Linked DNA regions of Zea mays: all the other regions are linked to region 2. Evidence: chromatin contacts called from public Hi-C data. All regions are on one chromosome and are shown on one strand. The core of a region is the stretch at or near the end of the contact, and the rest is flanking DNA. Distances in the headings are between cores, read along the strand shown. Region 1 holds the start of LOC103649150 (DNA glycosylase superfamily protein). Region 2 holds the start of LOC100284144. Region 3 holds the start of LOC100281544 (putative phototropic-resoponsive NPH3 family protein).

Region 1 (2,700 bases), core at 56-2,555, 150 kb before region 2:
GCCTTGCCCTTTCTTGCGGCGAGCAGTGCTGCCTTCGCAGCCTCGTCGGCCTTCGGGTTAGCTCTCTTGGGTGCCATCGCGGGTGGTTTTCTCGTAGCACGAACGGTGGACGCCAAATGTTGGAACTTGCTCTCGGTCGCGAGGGGATCCAACAAGGGTGAACAGTGGTGTCAACAGGGCACACGCGCTAGATGGCAAAAGCTCTGTTAATCCGGCCTCTCACGGGCACTGTGCAGGGGTATTTATAGGTACCTGAGCGCGCAGCGCCTTGAGCTAAGGACGCATGTGCCCTCAGCTACCTAGATTATCCCCAGAATATTCCCATAAAGCGGGGTTACAGACCGTAATTACAGGGATGTCTTTACAAATTAGGCCCGTAACGCACGGCGGCCACGCGGGGCCCGTAACGATGGGCCGGATCACACGTGGGCCTCTGAGCTGGACGAGGCTGCACTGTGGGACGCCCTTCGTCGCCAGTCTTCGTCTGGTGCGGTACATGCGAAGGGTGTCCCTGCCTGTTTTGTCTCTGTTAGCTCAGCTGCTGCAGCGAAGACTTCGAGCGAAGAGTGGCGCCTTTGCCTTTGCCCCAACAGGATGAGCTGGAGGCAGAACGTGCACCGGGGGTGCGCCTGGATTCCGCCGTTGAAGGTGCGACTGTGGGATGCGGGAGGGATGCGGCGGGCGAGCGGGATGCAGGAGGGATGAGCTGGAGGCAGAACGTGCACCGGGGGTGTGGACGCCTACAATAGACTTATAATTAGTAGTAGAGATATATATCAACTCATTAAAAATAATTCAATTTATTATTTTAAAAATAGAAGTAATAAGATTATTAAACTGTTTGGGTTCACCAGCTCCATGGATCTGCAGTAGCGACCGGCCAGGTCAGGATTCAGGAAGGAAACAAGCCAATAGGGCATGCATATCTCATTTTATCCATCAGAAAATCTATATATCCCTGCTTCCACCGTCTGGTACAGATCGACGTGCTCCGACCATGCATGGCATGGGGCGTACGTGGTCTCGTCACTTTCGTGCATATATATGATCTCTACTAGCTAATCGCCATGATTAACTACTGCATCAAAGGTCCGTCGTCTGTATAGTTACGTTCCCCATGACGACGACGACGATACGGTTTCGACGTGGCACCTACCGCGCGCGTCCGCATCACCCCTCCTTTTTCCGATCCCTCTGCGCGGCTGCACCTCCCACCCACCGCGCGGCGCGGTGCGGCCCTGCGCGCCACTCCGCTACTGGCTGCTACAACACGCTGCGGCCGCTACCGCGCTATCTACTTAACCGGCTCATCACCTGCTCCGGCTCTTCCGATCGTCTCTCGCTTTCGCTCACAACGCGCGCGCGCGTCGGCACAAGCTCACTTTACGCGCGCGAGAGAGCACAGGCACGGGCACGACTCCACTCTCTCGCGCGGCTAGGTGTAGGTGTAGTGTAGCTAGCACGCTCCAGTCCCCCGGGCCATGTCGTCGGCGGCGGCGGCTCCCCGTGTGCCCGGGGCCGCACGGAGGCTGTCTCAGTCTCCGAAGCCGCCTGGAGCCAGGGACAAGGAGCCGCCTCCGCCGGCGTCGGCCAGGAGAAAGAATCTGCTGCCGTCGCCGGCGTCGGCCAGGGGCGCCGCGGCGTCCATGCTACTGCGCCGTGCCGCAGTCGCCGGTGGTGGGCGGGGGAGCAGCTACGTGCACCCGTCGTCCTCGCTCAGCGTCTCGTGCGCGTCGGAGGCGTCCACCGAGTCATTCTGCAGCCGGGCGTCCACGGGCCGGATCGGCCGCCGCCCCGCGGGCCCGCCCGCGGGGGCTCCCCGGCGGAGGGCGGCGGGCTCTGCCGGACCTCCCTCCGCGCGGCCGGCGGCGGCGGCGTCGGCGTCCAGGAAGGTCGCTAGTAGCGGCGTCGTGCCAGGCGGCGGTGCAGCGGCCACTACTGTTCACCATCAGGCGGTGCCGCCGGTGGTAGCAGGCGGCTTGTTGAACGGAGAACCCACCGCGGCGGCGTCAGCGGGGCCGCCGAGGTGCCCCTGGATTACCCCTAACAGTGGTAGGTGGTCAAAACAAATCATTCATGAGCTTATTTATGGCTATTTTCGGTAAGGTCAAGACACATTTGCTAGCTTATCGTATGTATACGAAGACCTACAACATATATACTAGACACTTTAGACGACTGCTTTTCACCTTTAATTTGTCATGAACTCATGATAGACATCATGCATATATATTCTTAGATTATTACATCTAGATTAACAGATATCAATTGTAACAATATACATACGTACACAGTTAGTGCCAGCCCCCCCCCCCAACCCCCCAATCAATTTGGTTGGAGAGATCAGAGCATGTACAACACACATAAATGTCTTACATATCTTAAAGGGTATTAAAAACACAAGAGACAATATCTTGTAAAGGAACGTCTCTGGCACAGTTCTCTAAGTCTAGATACGGTTCCACACATACAACTCACGTAAATGAGTCGTACTCAAGAGGCTCTAGTGAATAAAATATAAGGCTTAGATATATTGGATTGTATGAAGGGGTTTCTTAGGTGTATCTAGTGCTTAAAGAACCATAATATAGTATCTAGTTTGTATATGCCATTAGGTAGAAGTGAAGACGCGGCTGGTCTAGTAAGGAATGCTTGCCTACATTTAGAGAAACGGTGGTCATGCATTTTTTTTCGCTTTTT
Region 2 (2,700 bases), core at 112-2,611:
TCCTTTTTATAAGACCCCTAATCGGTATGTCTATACATGCCTCTGAAGATTATAAAAAGTAGAAACATAAGCATGAATGCAAAACCAATAACATTGATTGGTATACTTGTGACCCTGACCTATATGCATGATGCGATCAAGGTCATAACATAATTCATGTTATGTTGTTATATTGTGAACTCTAATCACAACTCATGTGGGACCCTAAATAAAAGTGGTGGTATGCATAAGATGTCGTGAAGGAAAACTATAATAAAAACATAACTTGTTCAGTCAATCATATTTATGTAACCGTGTAATCAGGAGATATAATGCATATAACCAAATTCAAATGATGACATATATATTGAAGAATTAAATGTAAAATAGCAATGACCATTGAATTTTTTATTGGATGAACTTTATCACATGATTGCACGGTTACACTGACATGATTGTTTATACATTATATATTATATATTCTCAACTAAATTGCTATTATGAAGATAATTTACTACAAGTTACATAGAGACTATATATATGCATAATAAAATCCAGTTTTGACAGCCCAAAATCCGTGGCGTGTCCATCACCTAATCCGATGTGGCGCCCAACACTCTCAAAAAAAAGAATGCACAAATGCATGCTTTAAAGTTCCACTTAAAAAATTAATATCTACAAAATTTAGTATTGAAATTGGATTTTTTACCTTCTTGTTCGTCACAATAAAAGCTTCAAAATTAGATCTCACTTGTCATATTTATCTTAGGATTTTATTAGAGTCAGTCATTCTATATTTTATCTTGAGTCATTTACGAGAATTACTGAGATAACAGTCATTTAGTAAGTCAGTCATTCTAAAAACAGACATTACGAAAAAAACTCAATCATTCCATCTTTTTAGCCTCAATCATTATGAGAATTTATAAAATAATCGTGATTTCATTCAAAAAACATGCACTACATGAAAAAAGTGAATAAACCCTATAATTATGTGAAAACACAGTCATTCCATCTTTTAGCTTCAAAAGTTTATGAGAATTACTAAGGAATAAGTTATTAGGGTCAGTCATTGTACTTATTAGAGTCCATCATTATATTTATTAGTGTTAGTCATTGAATTATTAAAGTCAATCATTGTGATTAAATAAAAAGATTGAAAATAAATACTTACTTTACTTAAGAAATGAGGTGTATAACATTTGCTTGTAATGGGAGCTGCAATACGCGCGCTGACAGGGACCATAGTGAGCGTGATACTAAATTGCTATTTGGCATATATGGTAAAAAAACTATCGCATTTAATAATTGTTTTTTTTTTTCAAAAAGGAACACCTATAACCTACCGACTTCCCGAGCTCGTCGCCGCCTGTTGCGTTCGCCCCTCCTTTTACCTTCTCCCATTCACGCCCCGTCTCTTTCGTGGCCTTCCTTTTCCGGCGGCCACAAGTGGGCGAGCGGCGGCGCCCTTCACCAGGTCTTCGTCGGGCCCTTCACCGGCGACGAGCATCCACCAGGTATGCCCGCCCCTTCGATTCCATTCTGCTGTGCGAAACGGAGCACCCCAACCCCAACCTAAGCTATTTGGTTTCGGATCTGACCCCAAGTACGTTTATTGTACATGCTAACTTCGGTTTAGAGGCAGCCATGTTGCTTGCTTTACACTTAGTATTATTTACTTTTTCCTGTTGGTAGCTTGTGGTGAGAATTTAATCGTGCCGAGGTTAGGACAGGCAAATGATCAAATTTAAGAATGTGCGCTTTGGATAAAATTTAGTATCGAAGTATCTGTTTCTTCTGTTTATTATCATTGCGGATGCAATTGTGAGGGAAATCTCAGAATGCTAGATTTATATTCTGTGAAAAACAAACTTAATTGCTGGAAATGTCCAGATTGAAGTAGTTGTTTCATTTGCAAAAAAAGGTACAGTTGTTTCATGATTGGGAGGAACATTACTGTTTGCAGAACAAATTATTTATTCATAAGCATTGGACTTGTCTCATCTAGGATGTTTTTAATGTTCAAATGCCTTCAATGTTGAAGGAGGGAATTGCGAAGTTGTTTTGTGATGATATATATAATATATTGGGCAGAAACGTGGAGCTCAGAGCATTGGTGCCTCTTTCCTCTTTCACCAAGGATTCCGGTGCCTTATTTCACAAGGTTAGACAAGTTTCTTCTGTTGTTTCAGTTATTCTATGACCCTGTTTGCAGTGTCCCAGCACCAAGATTTCTTGGAGTTGGGTATTACTAGCTCCATAAATTTCTGAATGTGGAGCTAGGGCTTAGGGGTACACCTGACTTGCTTTCTTTCTATTCTAGACAAAAAAAGTCTCAAGGGTCTTGATTCTTGTATGAACTCAAGATTTATGGTGGATCTTGGAGCTGGTATGTGACAAACAGGGTGTATTTATAATTAACAATGGTGTCTTTCTAGTTAACAATGGCATCGGCTGACCTGTCCTTTTCTTTCAGTGGGATGCTAAGCCTGGTCTAGCTACTAGATTATGAACTCTCTGCTGATCTAATAGCATTTCTACAAGAATTCTTTTGCTGGAAGGTTTATTAGTTATTTGCAACAATGAAGGAACATCTAATGCTTAATATTGATGACCTAAGCATTCTTGAGCCTAACGAGGTCATTGGGACAGTCAAGAATAAATCATCTGGGGAAACCATTGCACATCCACCCTCCATGGCTCATGCCATTTTAGCAGTGG
Region 3 (2,747 bases), core at 148-2,647, 250 kb before region 2:
ACTGAACAGTCTCAATCTAAACACTAGTATATCAAAATAGCAGTTCACTTGAGAGCATTCTTTATGTGCCTTAAAAACATTTGGTGGGGATTGATGGATTCAAATGTGCTTAGAGCCCAAATTAATCATTAAATCATCTAATATGAAAGCGCCATATAATTCTAGAGAGTTAAAGGTGGTTAGTCTCACCTTCAAAATTAAGAGAATTCTAACTAACTTACAAAATGGACTGTACTTTTTTCCCTGGACACATGGGTGACGGACTAGTCTTCGGATTGATTACCATTAGCGTGTGGGTTATCAACTTTGTTTGTTTCAAAGCTGTGTGCTCCTTAAGCAGAGGCTAGAAGAAATTTTAAGGGCTTGTATCTCCTCGATGTAATGTGCTTGAAGTCATTAATAAAATCTTCCTGTATCAAAGGAAAAAATGTACACCATCTATAAAGTTGAAAAGGAAGACATGTGTCCACCTACGCGCGCTTGTATTAACTAGCCTTGTAATTTGTAAATCTGGTCGTCAGTTGACTTGGCTGCCCGCTTTGGCCCGTGACCGGTGCCAACTAGTAGCTGGTATATATAGTGATATTATTACCCGGTCGGGGTTTACCAACCAACTTTATTAGCCGAATTTGTCAAGGGAAAACGGTAACTTTTGACAAGATCGAGAGGGAGATTTGCGAGAAGATTGCAGTTGTTTTGATACGTTAGCTAGGCCCCGCGAGGTGCAATGGCCTCCAGGAAATGCCTGAATGGTTAGCAATAATGCTGAGAACTTGGGAGAAACCTTCTAGAAGAGAGTCTACGTGAGGGGTTGCGAAGACGACGTCATTATTGCCTCGTCCTCAAATCTATTGAGGTGAAAAAGACATGGCTCTTGCTGCTGCCTAGCGCGGCGCACACGGAAACGGACGTGTGCTGCCTGTGTGAAGTGCGCGAAGGCCCTCCCTCACTCCCCACTGCAATGCACCCAACACGGATGGCACCACCCACCGCGCACCCTGAACTGAAATGCTCTCTATCTATTAATAAAGCTGGAGACAGTGCTAAAGGGGAAACTAATCAGACTGGCTAACCGTGGAGTAAGCACTGCGACTGCGAGACAGTCCCACGGCCATGTTCGTTGAAGCGAAGAAAGAGAGGCGCGCAGCGCAGCCATATAGCTAGGGAGGGCCGAAAAAGGCTACGCCACAGGCTCTTCTGGTCAGAGAGAGAGAGAGACCGTATTGACTGACATTGCAGCAAGCAACGAGAAGGGCGGCTTTGGCAGGCCGAGGAGGCCAGAGAAGAGCAGCAGCAGAGAGAGAGAGAGAGAGAGAGAGAGACGAGTTGGGTGCAGTGCAGAGACCAGGGCGGCTTTGGGTTCAATAATATCCCATCACTCACACGCCACGGCATCATTGGCCGCGCTCCCTCCTTCCTCCTCCTGCTCTGCTCGTCTCCTCCGAGTGAGTCCCAAGTGAGCGCGCCCCGCTCCGCTCTCCGTTAACTGCCGCGTTCATTCAGTCCCATTATATTCACCGACCGCCTCTTCGTTGGAGCAGCAGCAGCAGCACCACACCAGCGCGGAGCTGCAAAGCTCCTCACGGCTGCTTTCTCGTGGCGCGGTGCATGGGAGCGCGGCTCTGAGAGGAAAAGAAGAGGAGAAAGGCGCGCAGGGAGGATGAAGTTCATGAAGCTGGGCTCCAAGCCCGATGCTTTCCAGTCCGACGGCGCCGACGTCCGGTGAGCACACGCCTCACTTTCTCTTCTCCCTCAACCATCTCTCTCTCTCTCTCCTGCTCAGGCCCAGTGCGCAGTGCGGTGATCTTTGCTGCCTCACAGTCTGTCCTATGGCATCTACCCGACGCTGCTCCCTAGGATCGCCGCATCCTCTTGATCTTGTAAGAAAAAAAACCATGCGCTTTTCTTTGTCGGACGCTCGAGTCCGGCTGATTACCAACAGCCTGCTCGGCCTCGTCCCCGTGCGGCGGTCGAATGATGCAACAGTACCATTCACTCCATTAACTGTGGTGGTGGTGGTGGTGGTGGTGGTGGTGGTGGTGGTGGTGGTGGTGGTGAGGGCGCCAAAGACCTCTCTTTTATTTCCCATCTAATTTGGAGGGGTTTCCTTTAGCTAGAAGAACAACTCTGTTTTGTGAGACGATGATGGCGATTGGCGAAGGTGGCGGGTGCTAACATGGGGCCGGGGGCGGTTTCGAGACCTTCTTTCACCACCATGCATGTTCTTGTTTGGACTGTGGTTTCAGAATAACCAACTCTCTTGTCCTTTCCTGCCTCGTTCCTTGATTTCGACGTGACATTGTACTTGGATTCTTTTTGTTGTTGCGTATATAGGAGGCACACTTTTTTTCTGATTGCCGATACCACCAAATTCGTTGGTACTTGCCGTTTCCTCCAAAAAGTTTGACCTTTTCCATCTCAACCCGCCGCTTGAGGCCTTCAATGGACTGCAACAATGCTGTATTCATAGTTTCTTTTCCTACCTGTTCCCGGATGTTTTTTTCGGGTGGGGGTGGGGGGATTGGGGGTTGGGAGAGTATTCTCTGCATTCTACTTTCTCTATTTCGTTTTAGTTGTCGCTCGATAGTACAAAATTAAACTATCCAGCGATAACTAGGGAATATTTATCTGTTGCATGATGCTATTTTCTGAACTAGATACATGTAAAAAGAAATTAAAAAATTCCCCTATTTCTGGACTTTCACGCTGGCATTCCTTGTTTCTCTTGGGAATAGTTGTTTGTGTCC

What was found. A called contact is a pair of places that touch in the nucleus more often than the background predicts.
Region 1: a contact with region 2 is called in a Hi-C map of ear, with 3 times the contacts expected there. The contact joins the promoter of LOC103649150 here to the promoter of LOC100284144 in region 2. A contact is called at or near these places in 9 of 25 Hi-C or Micro-C datasets (bundle sheath, ear, leaf and 2 more).
Region 3: a contact with region 2 is called in a Hi-C map of tassel, with 2.7 times the contacts expected there. The contact joins the promoter of LOC100281544 here to the promoter of LOC100284144 in region 2. A contact is called at or near these places in 2 of 25 Hi-C or Micro-C datasets (leaf and tassel).

The regions. Positions count from the first base shown.
Region 1 is chr2:186,858,712-186,861,411 of Zm-B73-REFERENCE-NAM-5.0, reverse strand. LOC103649150 (DNA glycosylase superfamily protein) reads left to right here and starts at 1,305. Exons shown (of 5, transcript XM_008673484.4): 1 at 1,305-2,052. The coding sequence starts at 1,482.
Region 2 is chr2:186,704,434-186,707,133 of Zm-B73-REFERENCE-NAM-5.0, reverse strand. It overlaps LOC100284144, which reads left to right and starts at 1,361. Exons shown (of 10, transcript NM_001157041.1): 1 at 1,361-1,496; 2 at 2,074-2,143; 3 at 2,303-2,368; 4 at 2,456-2,700. The coding sequence starts at 2,562.
Region 3 is chr2:186,951,482-186,954,228 of Zm-B73-REFERENCE-NAM-5.0, reverse strand. It overlaps LOC100281544 (putative phototropic-resoponsive NPH3 family protein), which reads left to right and starts at 1,397. Exons shown (of 4, transcript NM_001154463.3): 1 at 1,397-1,722. The coding sequence starts at 1,661.